Regions from separate parts of the Mus musculus genome. Here region 2 is linked to region 1. A link is a contact called in public Hi-C data. All regions are on one chromosome and are shown on one strand. Each heading gives the region's core, a stretch centred on a gene start, on an enhancer-like site or on the middle of the called end of the contact. The rest is flanking DNA. Distances are from core to core; before and after follow the strand shown. Region 1 has its middle 190 kb from the start of Mir3961. Region 2 overlaps Gm33073 (a long non-coding RNA gene).

Region 1 (6,606 bases), core at 3,141-5,640:
ACCTCTGACCAGTCCCACCAACCCTAGTCCACCCATAAGGTCTATTCTATTTCCCTTTGTCAGTGAGATTTACACAGCCCATCTTGAGATCTCCTTGTAATCTAGCATCTTTGGGTTTGTGGATAATTACATGATTGTTCTTTTCATCTAATATCCACTTATAAGTGAGGACATACTATGTTTGTCTATTTGGGTCTGGATTACCTGACTCAGAATGATCTTTTTTGCTTCTATCAATTTGCCTGCCAATTTCATGATGTCATCGTCTTTAAGCAATTGCTGGTTAATATATCGTGTAAACATAGCACATTTTCTCCACCCATTCTTTTGTTAAGGGACATCTTTGTGCTTTCAATTTTCTACCTATCACACACCAAAAAAAAATCTACTATGAACATATTTGAACAATTATCTTTGTGGAAGTGCTTGCTGAGAGGAGCCTGATATGGATGTCTCCTGAGAGGCTCTGCCAGGGCCTTACAAATATAGATACAGGTGCAGATGCTTGCAGCCAACCTTCTGACTGAGCACAGGGACCCCAATGGAGGAGTTAGGGGAAGGACTGAAGGAGCTGAAAGGCTTTGCAACCCTACGGGTAGAATAATAATATCAACCAGCCAGATTCCTCCCCCTACCCCTAGCTCCCAGGGAGGAGAGGCCCTTGGTCCTGTGAAGCCTTAATGCCCCTGAGTGGAAGAATGCTGGGGTGGTGAGACAGGAGTGGGTAGGTGAGTGGGTGAGAACCCTCATAGAAGCAGGGGTGTGAGATCAGGGATTGGGTTGAAGGGGAAACCGGAGAGAGTGATAACATTTGAAATGTAAATAAATAAAATAATAACAACAAAAAGGAAATATATATATATATAATATTATATATAACCAACCTACCTTTTAATTTTTTTAAGGGTTAGCTCCAGTGGTGACTAGGTCACCAAATAGAGTGGGTAGGTGGGGGAGGGGCAGAGCACCCTCATAGACACAGGGAGAGGGGGATTATGATGGGGGTTTCCCAGGTGGGCAGACCGGTAAAGGGGATAACATTTGAAATGTAAATAAAATGTCCAATAAAAAAAGACAAATATTAGAAAATACACAACTTCTCAACCTGAAAAAAAAATCACAACTTGAAGAAGTGTTTTAGGATCTATCATATCTGCATGTAAATGAAAGCACATTAGGCCACTTTTATTCATGATTATTAGTCTACGTTCATTTGTTAAGAATTGTCTTGAGCAAACATCCCCAGAGCTATTCTTGGATTTAACCATTAAATCTCTTTTTTCAAATGTGAGTTCGATTTCCATGTTTGTTCATCTAGCACCATTTATGCAAACATAGAGAGAATAATCATAACATGAAACAATACAAGCCTCTCCATTGCACTGATTAACACTCTCTAATAATGTGAAGTGAATTGTGTGTTCAATCATGTGTTGAATTATGCTAGTGAGTTATGGTTAATAATATTACAAGGCCTGGGATAATATCATGGATTTAAATCCCATTTCTAGTAAGTGCTGCGGCCTAGCCAAATGCACTGTCAACCAGGCTGTCAATTAATTGTCAATTACCAGTGCCAAGGTAAAGGCAGACTCTTTGTTTTCTGAGCAAACAACTCATTCAGAAGATTGTCTTAATTATAAATCTCTCACGTCCTTCCATATTGTCTTGCAAAAGGTTGAATAGTCATTAATATCGTACAAAGCTGAGCCTTTGGAACAATTGTTTAACAGCTACTTTGCAATTATAAGCAGTACACTAGCTAAACAAAGCTGGAGTCCACATTATTCCTATAATGAATTAGAAATATAACAATACAGTAACTCTCTGGAAGTCAACCCATGCTTCATTCTCTATCACTTCCCATGGGGTAAAGGGTTAATTTAAGGTATATGTCATGATTGCTGTATTTGTGTGCATTCTTGATAAGGAAGAAACAGTACCTCTTCATAGTTTTCTTAAGGCTCAAAAAGGTGATCTCTTAATTACTCAGCTATTACAATACACACATAAGATATGCTGTTTTTTTAATTAAATACTTCTGATTTTATAGCTAAGGGAAAAATAGGTAAATTTTGCACTCAAAATACTACCTTTAAATAAATAAGTGTTTAAAGCTATCCTTTCCTCCTTTGTCATTTATTTCATGGTAGCTACAGCTGTCTAAATATAAAGTTAAATAATAAACTTTAAATATGTTGTGATTGTGGCACGTGTTTAAATTCATGAAGTTGTTAATCAGTTCCAAACTGATGATGAAATTGGTGTAACACAACAATAGCAAGTTTTCAAGAATTTTGTATTTTTGCACAGTAACTAATTAGGAAATGCTGCAAAACAGAGAAAATATAAAAGAATCAAGGCCCAAAATAGAAAAGGATGGCATTTTAATTTTAGGTTAATTTTAATAACCTATATCACTTCTCTTGATGATCTGTTCCCACTGCCTTAGACTACTTGACAAATTATTGTCACAAGTCTCCTATCACACCAACACATTCTCTAATTTTATAGTAATAAATATATAGAAACATTTATTATATGAACATAATATGATATGAAATAAGTATATATAATATATATAATCACTTAAAATAAAAGTATATCCATGCCTATTTTCTGACAATCCCTGGAAAAGAAAAGCACCTAAGGCTGGCCATATCATACTTTCCACGTCCAGATTGACACATAATATGTTGTGATAAGTTAGTGTTCAAAGCATAAGCTGAGTGAATGAATATTGAAGCTTGTGAACCCAGTTCCTGTAGTGCACCATCAGTACGGAGACAGAGCAAAGAGGCTATAATGAATCTTCTGAATTCCAGCCCTCCTAGAGTTTTACACATGAGCAATCACCATGAGAGATGCCTGAGAGCACATAGGCAAAAGGAGAGGTGGACATCATTCATGAAACACACATCAACGGCTGACTGAAACATTTTTGCAATATCACACGGTGACACTCATTACTGGTCCAAGTAGAGGCACAGGGTATCACAAGACTAAACATGGTCACCAGCGGTGCAATGTTCTCACATGCAGAGACTATCAGAGAACTGCAAACCATGACACTTTCTCTTTACTTTTGTCCTTGCATAAATGAAAAGTACAAAGTTGAGCTGCAAGCCTGGCTCAGTTGGGGGTACATTTTCAAAAGTAAGCTCATGGTATAAATAAAAATTGGCTTAATTATTATTTTCTATGCATGTCACTCAGTTTCCACAGACCTTTTCTAATCTGTGGTAGAAAATTTGCAGGGGAAGATTAAGAGCAGAACCACAGATGCAGAGAGAGGGAAACTAAGATTTGCATTGAACAATAGTGTCAAACGTTAAAGAGACATCGAGGAGACCCACTGCCAATGTGTTACGTCCTGCCTAGATCCTAAACAGCTGCTCCACTCTGATAACCCTGAGGCTCTATTGCCCATTTGAGAAATCTGTTTAAATTTATTTGTTTCTTCATGATTCTCTTGTCCGGGAATGTAGTTGTTGGACTAGCCCAAACAGGTACCATTGTGTAAAGCGTTATTCTCAGTAAACAAAGTAGCTGCTGAATTTTTGTTTAAAACATCTTTGCAATTTTGTGTTCAAAAAAGATACAGAAAATCAGTTTTCATATTGAAATAATTGCCTGGGGAATTATAATCACAAATTATTCTTTGAGTTTCAGTGAAATCTCCCTTTTCTTATGCAGTTACAACATAAAGATAGCTTTGATACAAAGCAAAGCCTACCAAGATTGGACAATTAGACAGCTAACACCAAAGCTAACCCAACATACTCATCCTGTTTGCTATGCAGTTTTATACTATGTGGAACTTTATAATTTTCTCAGTATTATTATATACATTGTGAATTAGAAATATAATATACATCATTGTGTACTGTATAATATATAATGTGAATTTTAACTAAAATAAATTTAACATATGTCTATTGAAAGTACATATTTATTTAGTGTAAGACAGATTTTAAAAACTCCAAAATAGAAATTTATTTGAAAAAATAAAGACTGGAAAATACAACTATACAATTTACAAGTCTACATAAGTTCTTTGGCACAGGAAAAATAATTAACAATTCTCTACTAGCATTTGGATACCAAGATGAACTGAACTAGGCAAAGAGAAAAAAGAGAGTTGAACTCATTATATGAAGAATTAGAAAAGCTAGAATTTTAAAGTTTCTTTCAGCAACTAGTCTGCAGTAACTCACAGATTACTAACAACTTATGCAAGTTTTATATGCCGATTCCATCTGCTCTTCATTAAAAAAAAAGCTCATTGCCATAGCAACTGCCACATGCCATGGTATTTATGCTGCATCTGATGTACAAAGCATAGTTTGTGTAGGAAGGAGTGTGTGTGTATATGATGTGGCAGCTGTCGTCTCTGCCATTTTGTTGCTGCTCTATAATAAAACAAGTAGTGGTTATGAATACTCATTTGAGTAGTTATACTAGTGCTCATTTAACTAAATCTTCACCCAAAAAATCCATGTCTAATCAACACACTGGGGTTTTAGGACAGCTAAGGTTACATAGAGACTCTATGTTGAAAAGTAAAGCAGTCAGTACAAAAGCACAGACATTTATGTATCAATGGTGGAAAGGAAACCTAAGCCTTGTCACCCACTACCACACTTTCTCGTAATTTAAGGAATAAAATGCCAGTGAGGTTTTCACCAGGATCAGTGTCAGTTTCTGTTAGTTGCTGCTGATACGTTGTAGTTTTTATTCTCCAAATCATGTATATTTTTTTTCATTTTTACATTCACCATGCAGAAGCTGTTCCACAATAAAGATTAACTTACTATTAAAATGAAAAAGATGAGATGTGGTTATGATATATATGAGAAAGACAGAATGCACATTGTTCTATTTTTGTAATTTTGTTTTTAAATTCTAGTTTTAGTAGAAAACAGTGTCAGGTTAGAAACAAAAAGAAGTGAATTTGTCTGTTTTTACTTCCAAATGATAAAAACATTTTTTTTAATTCCCAAAATACCCAAATCTCTGGATTCTTTTACTTGAGGTATTTTTTTATATATATTTTAAGAAGTGCTGGAGAGCTTTCAATGTTTTCAGACTTATTGTGGCAATTTATTGTTAAAACAAAAAACACTTTGATAATACAAGGTTTATTATGGCTCATGTAACTAGATCAAATATTTAGGTACAATTTCATAGTCAGAAGAAAATACAGAGAACATCCACTAGCAGTAAGATAGAAATGTCATGGCATCAAAATCATCCAAGCTAAAAACCAGATGTTTTCTTTTCTAAAAATTAATTGTTTAATATATACTAAATTCACAAGAGCCTAATGATCAGAGCCTCAAAGCCTTCAGCACAGAAGCCAAGCAACAGCTCGACCACGCTCTGGCTCTCATCTATGCTCTTGCTTGGAAAGACTTCACTATGTTTTCTACCCAACTTCTTTGCACATACACCACCCTCCAAGCTGTAACACGGTAGAACTTTGTAGTGATCTTTCAACATCATGAAAGCCTGATGGAAACCTGCTACCTCTGAGGAAGATAATGAGAAAGAACCTTAGAACAGGTAGAAAACTGGGAGTTCACAGGTGTAGCGTGAATATTGCTCCTCCTTCACTTTTCTACGTTTAAGTTTCAAAAAGTGATGAATGGAGACTAAGAAGCAGAAAAATACAATGAGAACCAAAACCAAGAGCATGGATTTTAGAGGATGCCTATTTTTCTCAAATGTCTACTTAAAATGTATTTATAGCACAGATTAAATAAAACTATATACATGAATATATATGTATATGTAGTAAAACTTGGTATGAATGACAGTCATAGGTTCATAAATGGCTGTGTACATTAATTTGGTCCATTTGTTATCTACCCATGCAATTATTCATTTATTCATTCAACAAAGTTACTGATAATTCTACAAATATAAGTTGTCCTTCTTTCAAAGTACTAATCTCCCTGAAAACTGTCATCTACTTTACAATAAGTACTTTGAAATCTTTGAACATCTTTAAATTCTGGTATAGATTTTGATAAAAGTAGCATTTAGTTTTGCTTTATTTTGGAGCCATAGCTCCAGCTAGACTAAGCTACTGATGCAAATTATTTTTCCTTTCTATATTTGTATAATTTTATTCTAACCTAAATTTGAGTGTTAAAACAAAAATTCAGGAGTTAGTATGAAACAGGTTATAATTTGTCAAAGCATTTATCAACTTATAATTCAGCATGAATTCAAAGTTATAACTATTGCCAATTTTTTGAATGTCCAAGCCACACCATGCAGTATCCATATGCCAGTAGAAAAACCTTAGCTGTGTCTATAAAAGTGAGAGAGAGAGAGAGAGAGAGAGAGAGAGAGAAGAGAAGAGAAGAGAAGAGAAGAGAAGAGAAGAGAAGAGAAGAGAAGAGAAGAGAAGAGAAGAGAAGAGAAGAGAAATATATATATTCCTGCACTGTATACTAGCAGATGGGATTTCAGGTGCCTACATCATCACAGCTATTATTAAATTATCTTTTGTGATGATACCTCAGGTAGTCATGACTTATGCAATAGGGAGTTAGGGAGACATCTTCAGTTTCAAAAGCTATTAAAATTTCTTGCAGG
Region 2 (7,377 bases), core at 2,495-4,994, 600 kb before region 1:
ACCATGTCTTTTTGTGTGGCACCAAGCTTCCTTCCATAACTATAATTGGCTGAACTCCTGAAACTATAAGACAGGACCAATTAAATATTTTCCTGTGTAAGAGTTGCTATGTTCATAGTCTCTTAATGTAGTAAAGAAGTAGAAACATAGACGCCAGTGGTGCTGAGGGTAATTTGAACTCTAGAAGCTTGGATCAAGAGGTTTCAGGGAAGAATAATATTAGTATATGTCCTAGAGACCAATCTTGTGTTATTTTAGCAAAGAATGGGGCTGCTTTTTTGCTCTTGTCCAAAAAAAAAATCTGTCTGGTGCTAAATTAAAGAGTTTTACATTAAGGACATTGACAGAGGAGATTTCAAAACAGCCTAATATTGACCACATCGCCTGGTTATTAGTGGCCAGTCTCAGTCAGATCTATAATGAAAGGAGCAAACTGATCAAAAAGCAATACAAAATGTACAAAGGTGACATAAGAAAGTGTACTAGAGCTAAGTCCTGAGCTCAAAGAGATAAACAGACTAAAGAAAACCTGGATATTAAATGGAATAAAGGGAGTAGTAACCTCAGAGCAAGTCTTCAACCAGCTAAGCTTCCAATCTATGAAAAAGAATCAGGGCAAGTTTAGGGCTTTCACACACATTTAGTCACAGCATTCAACACTTTGGGGGCAGAGGAAGGCAGATTTCATAATTCATGGCCAACCTGGTATAGCAGAACAAGTTTCAGGACAACCAACTTTAGGCGGTAAAGGAAAAAATCAAAAGCAGAAAGCTGGTGAGAATGTATTTGAATGAGGGGCCATGTTGCAACCTCAGTAAGCAGCAGAACTTTGCAACTTCACTGATACAAGAAAAGGGTTACAAAATGCCCCTCTGTGACTAAGGAAAGTTGCTGACGTCAGGAGTGTGGCAGAAATGTTTCTGCATGGAGATCAAGAAGAGCTACTTCATGAAGCTACAAAAGTGAAGTCTGGACTGCCTTGGAGATGTCCATGAAGCCAGAGCCATGGAGAACCTGTTGAAAGAAGCTGTTAAAAGGGAGTAGAAACAACTAAAGAGGAAGATGTATTTTGTAGTCAACAAAGCTAAAAGGACTTCGAGATCTGAAACATACTTTGAAGATGTAGAGCTTGGAGTTTTCTCAGCTGTTTTTAGCCATGGTCCAGTGTTTCTTCATGGTGTTCCCTTTTCTCCCTTTGGGACTTGCAATGTCTATTCTATACCACTGTTTGTTGGAAAGTATGGTGAATCTTTTAAATTAAATTTCTTTTAATTTTGATTTTATAGAAAATTAGGGTAAAAAGAATGCCACCAGTCCTCAAAAGGAGTGTGAACTTTATGCTTTTAAACAATGTTGAGACTGTGCTAAACTATGGGGATATTCTAAGTTGAACTGAATACATATTTGCATTATGATATGGCTATAAGCCTATGGAGGCCAGGGAGTGGAATGTGGAGGTTTAAATAAGAATGACCTCAAATATATAAGCTTATATATTTAACTGTTTGTTAGCCAAGGAGTGGCACTTGTAGCCTTGTTGAAGAAAGTGTGTCACTGTGGGTTAGGTATGAGGTTTCAAATATTCAAGCCTGCTCCAGTGATTGTCTCTTTCTGCAGCCTGCTGATCCTGACGAAGCATCTGCCTGCATGTCAACATGCTTCTACATGACAAGTGACTAAACCTCTGAAAGTACAAGGTGGCTCCAACTTAATGTGTTCCTTTATAAGAATTGCCATGCTCATAGTGCGTCTTCACGGCAACAGAATACAGACTAAGACACAAAGTGTGCATTGATTGCTTAAACACACACACACACACACACACACACACACACACACACACACACACACACACGAGACAGAGACACTTGAAAAAGCACTTCTATTTGTTGAAGATGTGGCAGACCGCTTGCAATGTTTTGCTTCAGGCCTAGTGTTTTCTGGGATTTCATCTCCAGGTTCTACATTTATGGCTTTGCCCTCTCACAGATGACAGGTTTGCTCAAGTGAGAGGAAAATAACTTAGGTGAATCCATATATTAATGAAGGGTAAAGGGATAAAGCTAGTAGTCTATGTTCAAAGTACTATGGTTTTAATTTTAAGTGTCTTTGCTCTCAGACACAGGCATAATTAATCCAAAAATTGATGCCCCTGAACTCCTTTGGAAAGTTTTCTCTGTATCTAGGCATTTTTTCAGTCAGCAAATTTCTGGAAGTTTGACATCAGTGAGTTCTCACAGGCCTTCCATACTTTGTTGTTGTTTATTCCACTTGACGAATTTATAACATGAGGTCACACTCTATCCATGAAGCTTTGCTTTCCATCTGTTCTCCATCTTTACTCTATTATTAGTCCAGGCTTCTGGGATTTTGATCCTGCTTCATTTCCAGGACCCTTGTTGACGTCAGTGAGCACCCTAGGCAGAGGACTGCATGGTAATCAGCATGGCTCCACAGACTGTCTACAGAAGAACGCTTGGTCTCTGTGATACTGTGCGTTCGTTGGATGAACTCCTGCTTACTTCCTATGAGCAGTGGAGCTCACACCGAATGTTTAATGCAACCTCCAGTACAGGATGATATACTTGCTTCACCACCTATGTGTATTGACTTTCTGCTAAAAGGCTTTTATCATAAATTTAAAGAATTACCCAAATACATCTCAGGCTGTTGCTGAGAATGCAAGGTTTTTAACTATGTTTCTCCTACATTGATTTCAGTTAATATATTTTAACCACCCCCTTATTTTACTATGCCTTTTAATTTGTTATTCATTTGTTTCAAACCAGAACTTTACAGAAGCACTCTAGACCCACAGGAACTGAAATAGTTTGCTTTCATTATCTGGTAGACCTTCTCGAGTCAGTAGCCCTGGCAGAAACCACAAAACTGTACAAACTGGCAACTGTGGGTTTGTCTGTTCTCTATTGATTCTATTTCTAGAAACACACACACACACACACACACACATCAATGAATAAGCTATGTGATGGTACTCTTTAAGCTACCATCAGAAGGGGAATAGGGACATTTTGCAAGCAGGTCAGGATGGGACCTAAGGTTTTTAATTTGCATTTATGCATGGATTTTGATAGCAGTTCTACAACCTGATTTGCCGAAGTCTATTATTTCTAAATATGCTATTAAAATTGTGGAGCACCATGAATCAAATTGTTTAAAATCTAATAAGCTTCATAATAAAATGCTCATATTGACTAGTTTGAATACTTACTTTTTTTTTTCTTCTGAGAACTGCAAAGCAACTCCACCATAATTTTTTAAGGGAAAAATGCACTTATATATTTTTAAAGACTGAGAAGCTGTGACCCTTGAATTGTTCTCCTCTGTGATCTATCACTATGTAGAGTGTTATTTACTTAATAATTTTATTAATTAATTTTGTTATATTGCATGCCCTAGTGAAAAAATTCTGAGTTTGGCTTTAATAGCTGTGTGCCCTTGGACCTTTCTTTTCTCATCCATTAAATACTAAATGATCAAAAAACCTCTAGTGACTGTCCTAATATGCAAATTCAAAACCAGTCTTTGACAGCACAGGAGAAATATCTATAGTGGAAAAGATCATAGGTAGTGGAGAACAGAATACTGTGAAGTACACACATGCCTTCATACACATATACACGTTCAACAGAAAAACCAAAATAGCTCCTCTCTCCTCCTCCCCCAACAATGACAATGCAGCCATCTGTTGGATGTTCCACTTCACTTAGCAGCTGCTCTCAGATACAGAAATCTGCATTCCTGCAGCTTGTGTGGTATGCGGGCAGCATGTGTGGGTACTAGAATTTGACACTCCCACCCAAAGGAATGGCTTTCATTGAATAAAAATGATCACAGGGGCTTCTTATTCTCCCACCTCACAAATGCCTGTTTCCTGACCATTGGTATTTGGGCTATCTCTACTCTTTTGTCTATTAAAATGACTGTCTTAGACATTTCACATCAAGCAAGGATCTAAAATTGAAGAGGGCACTAGGGAAGGGGTTTAGTAAAACTCGTGGCCTGCCAGAAACTCACTCATGAAGAAGAGGGAGCACAGCAGCTGGAACATAAACTTCCATATGACTTTTATTTTGCCCATACCCCCAGCAATGTACTTAAGTACTGAAGAATAACCATTGTTGAAGTGGAATGTAGGAGGCTTGAAAAGCAGCATTAATCTTAACATCAAACTTGGAGAAAATATACACAATGAACCTAAAATAAAGCATAAAATGAACTTTTCTGAATAGTCCCCTCCACAGACCATCTTTCCCATGCTGACATTTGTCTTATGCATATATGTTATATAAAGGCATGTCGTTTTATTTTTTTGTACTTATAGAGGTTGTGAGGAACAGCAGTTACAATCACAAACAAGAAAGTGTTCTGCAGTCTCTCGAAGAGAACCTTGTATAAAATTGGATCCTCTTTTGAGTGCATAATTTAGGACATTTGTTACAAGATTACTGTGGTTTTCTATAAATGTTAGTTTGCTGTATTATTTTCCATGAACTAGTTTTCCAAAACGCAGAATATTTTGCCCCCAAAACATGGAAGCACTAAAGCTCGATGAGACTCTGATTCATGGGGTGTCACCCAGAAACAGCTGGTCAGCCATCTGCAGCCCCAGAGTCCTCTTATTCTTACTATATTCAGCTAATTCTTTATGGAGAGGGGAGGAAGACACATAAATCCTGGGAGAAAAGGCATGGCTTGTGTGAGAAATGAGGACTGACTTGTGCCAACGAAGGGCTGGTGGCCTGATGTGCTAATTGGGAAGGCCTCCTCTCATGCACACTAGACTCACAACTCTTCACTACGTTTGCACTATTTTCTTTGCATCCTTTTCTTTGGAGAAGGGAAAGAAATGATGATATGCCATTGATTGTTTTGTGGGAATTGGTCCAGATGAAACCTCCCTCTGGAGACATAACCAAACATTTCAAAGCAGTCCTGAGTGTGCAAGACCAAGGACAAGCCTGGTATTCTGACCTGTGTGCTTGTCCTCTCATCTCTCAAGTGCACTAAACTAGACCTTTTTAAAGCAATAGATCTTGTGGTAAAGCATGTTGGGCATAACAAATAATACAAGATTAGGAGTTGTTTTTTTTTTTTTTATTTTTGTCAGAAACATTATGGTAAAAAAGTAAAATTTTAGGCAACATTCCTTTACTTTAAAATTGGTAATCCTGTATTAAAGTTGTGTGCACCCAGAATTACCTTTTTGTTTTGCTTTATTATTATTATTATTATTGAATTGGCAAGGGACCCTATTGGCAGAGGAAAGGATGGCTGCTGATGTTATCCTCTTCAGCCAGATGAGTATCCTTGAAGCAACTCATTCAGATATCCAAGACAGATGACGGTTGACTGTGTGGAATGGAAGCTGTTGGTAGGTGCCCTGGTGTGTGCTGCTCTCAGATGAGTGTAATGATAGTTTAACCTGATCCTGTGTGTCTCTGGAGAACATTTTGGCCATGGGGATATTTTTTCTTGAATCATCAAGCCCTTTACCCATTCTTCCTATAAGCATGGATATGCAATATTTCTCTCACACACACACACACACACACACACACACACACACACACACACAAACACACACACACACATACACGGACTATTCTTACTGGACTGAGGAGGAACCTTACAGTAGTTTTAATTTTTATTTCTCTGATAGCTAAGAAGGTTGAACTTTTTCTATTGAGAAATGTCTCTTCAATTCATTTGACCAATTACTATTTTTTGAATAATATTTATTTATGGATTTGTTTCTTTCTTCAGTTGTTTATATATCTTAGGTATTAACTACCTGGCGAGATTGTTTTCCCCATTCTTTTGTGTTCATTTTGCTGATTCTTTTCTTTTTTTCTGCAAAAGTGTGTGTGTGTGTGTATGTGTGTGTGTGTGTGTGTGTGTGTGTGTGTGTGTGTGTGTGTGTGTGTGAGTGATACATGTGTTCCTGAATGTGTGCATGAGTGTGGTTATGTGAGTTCCACAGAACATGAATGGAGGACAGAGTCCAATATTATGGGTAAGTCTTCACCTTTCAGCTTTTCTGAGACAGGATCTCTTTGTTGCTTGATAGTGCTTACTCCAGGCATATTGCCATCTCTCTCATTTGTAGACTCTATCTTGAATTCCCACCTCACTGAAGGACCACTAGCATTACAGAAGTAGTCTATCACACCTGACTTCACATAGGTTCTCTAGATTCAAACTCAGGTTCTTACCCTTGCATCTCACCCATTGTGTCACCTCTGCAAACTCACTGAGAAGCTTTTTAATTTCACGTGGTCTCATCTATGCATATGTGGCATTGCATTCGCTTCTAGACATTTCTTCACTGTTCCTATCACAGAAAGTATTTTAGTTATGATTTATCCTAGTAATTTCAGAGGTCTGTGCAAGTAAGTCATGAAAGGGTAACATATTTAACCTCTGTCCTTTGTGTGTGACATCCCCACAGACTTTTTGTTTCCAGGCTTTTGGCAATATTTTGGAACAGTGTAGGCACTTTAGAGGATGAAGTTCATTTGGTAGTAGCCATCACTAAGAGCAAGTCTTTGTGGATTATAACCCACAATTCTGTGCACCTGACCAACTGTGGCATGAGACTATAACATTCTGTTCTAATGTGAACACTATACCTTCTGGCTCATGATGGACAGACACTTCTAAATATGAACCAACATGAGCCCTCCTATCTAAGCTGTTTCTCTTAGGTATTATTGCCATAGCAACACAAAAGTGACTGATAAACCCAGTTGCTTGTCCTGTGTTTTACCCATGTACCACACAGCTGACACTCAGCTTCAGGAAGGTACAGACCTCCCACATCTGAATGCTTATATTTGCTCATATGCCAGGTTCCCAGCCTAAAAGATAGAGATGGGCAGAGAAGACTTTCCTATGTCTGCTTGTGCCAATGGCTCAGGGTAGAGCAAGAGGAGTAGATTTGGAGTAAAACTGCATGCACACTGAGAGTTGGGTCCCATGTCTCCACCAGCTGCCTGCATAAAATTCAGTCATGTGCCACAAGAATGTGTAAAGATTCGGATTCAGACTTAGAGCCTACAAGAATTACGTGACGCAGAGCAAGACATTATTTTTTCTTCTAGCTCCAGGGTTACTGTATAAATCTTCATATATCTTATATTAACATGGAGACTGAGTTCATAAATATAGTTGAATAAATGCTTCTTTGGTCCATCAACTGTCATTAATACCCTTTGAGCCTCCTCTTGGAAGCCTTCTGGACTCATCATGGGGTCTGTGCCTCTTTCTATCCCAATACATTCCGTGACAGAATTCTTTTATCTTCCTTCCTTCCTTCCTTCCTTCCTTCCTTCCTTCCTTCCTTCCTTCCTTCCT

The links. A called contact is a pair of places that touch in the nucleus more often than the background predicts.
Region 2: a Hi-C map of cortical neurons shows a contact between it and region 1, with 4 times the contacts expected there. The contact joins two enhancer-like sites. A contact is called at or near these places in 1 of 15 datasets of contacts at CTCF or cohesin (pro-B cells) and 1 of 484 Hi-C or Micro-C datasets (cortical neurons).

The regions. Positions count from the first base shown.
Region 1 is chr13:82,506,100-82,512,705 of GRCm38.p6, reverse strand. No RefSeq gene overlaps it. Among named protein-coding and RNA genes, the nearest start is that of Mir3961, 190 kb to the left of the region's middle. Within about 2 kb of position 4,390, at least 8 of the 459 cell types and tissues checked have an H3K27ac peak or open chromatin away from gene starts, as enhancers often do. A contact at or near this core is called in cortical neurons, where this site is marked.
Region 2 is chr13:83,108,053-83,115,429 of GRCm38.p6, reverse strand. All of the region lies in intron 1 of Gm33073 (a long non-coding RNA gene), which reads left to right. Among named protein-coding and RNA genes, the nearest start is that of Gm33073, 8.8 kb to the left of the region's middle. Within about 2 kb of position 3,744, at least 69 of the 459 cell types and tissues checked have an H3K27ac peak or open chromatin away from gene starts, as enhancers often do. A contact at or near this core is called in cortical neurons, where this site is marked.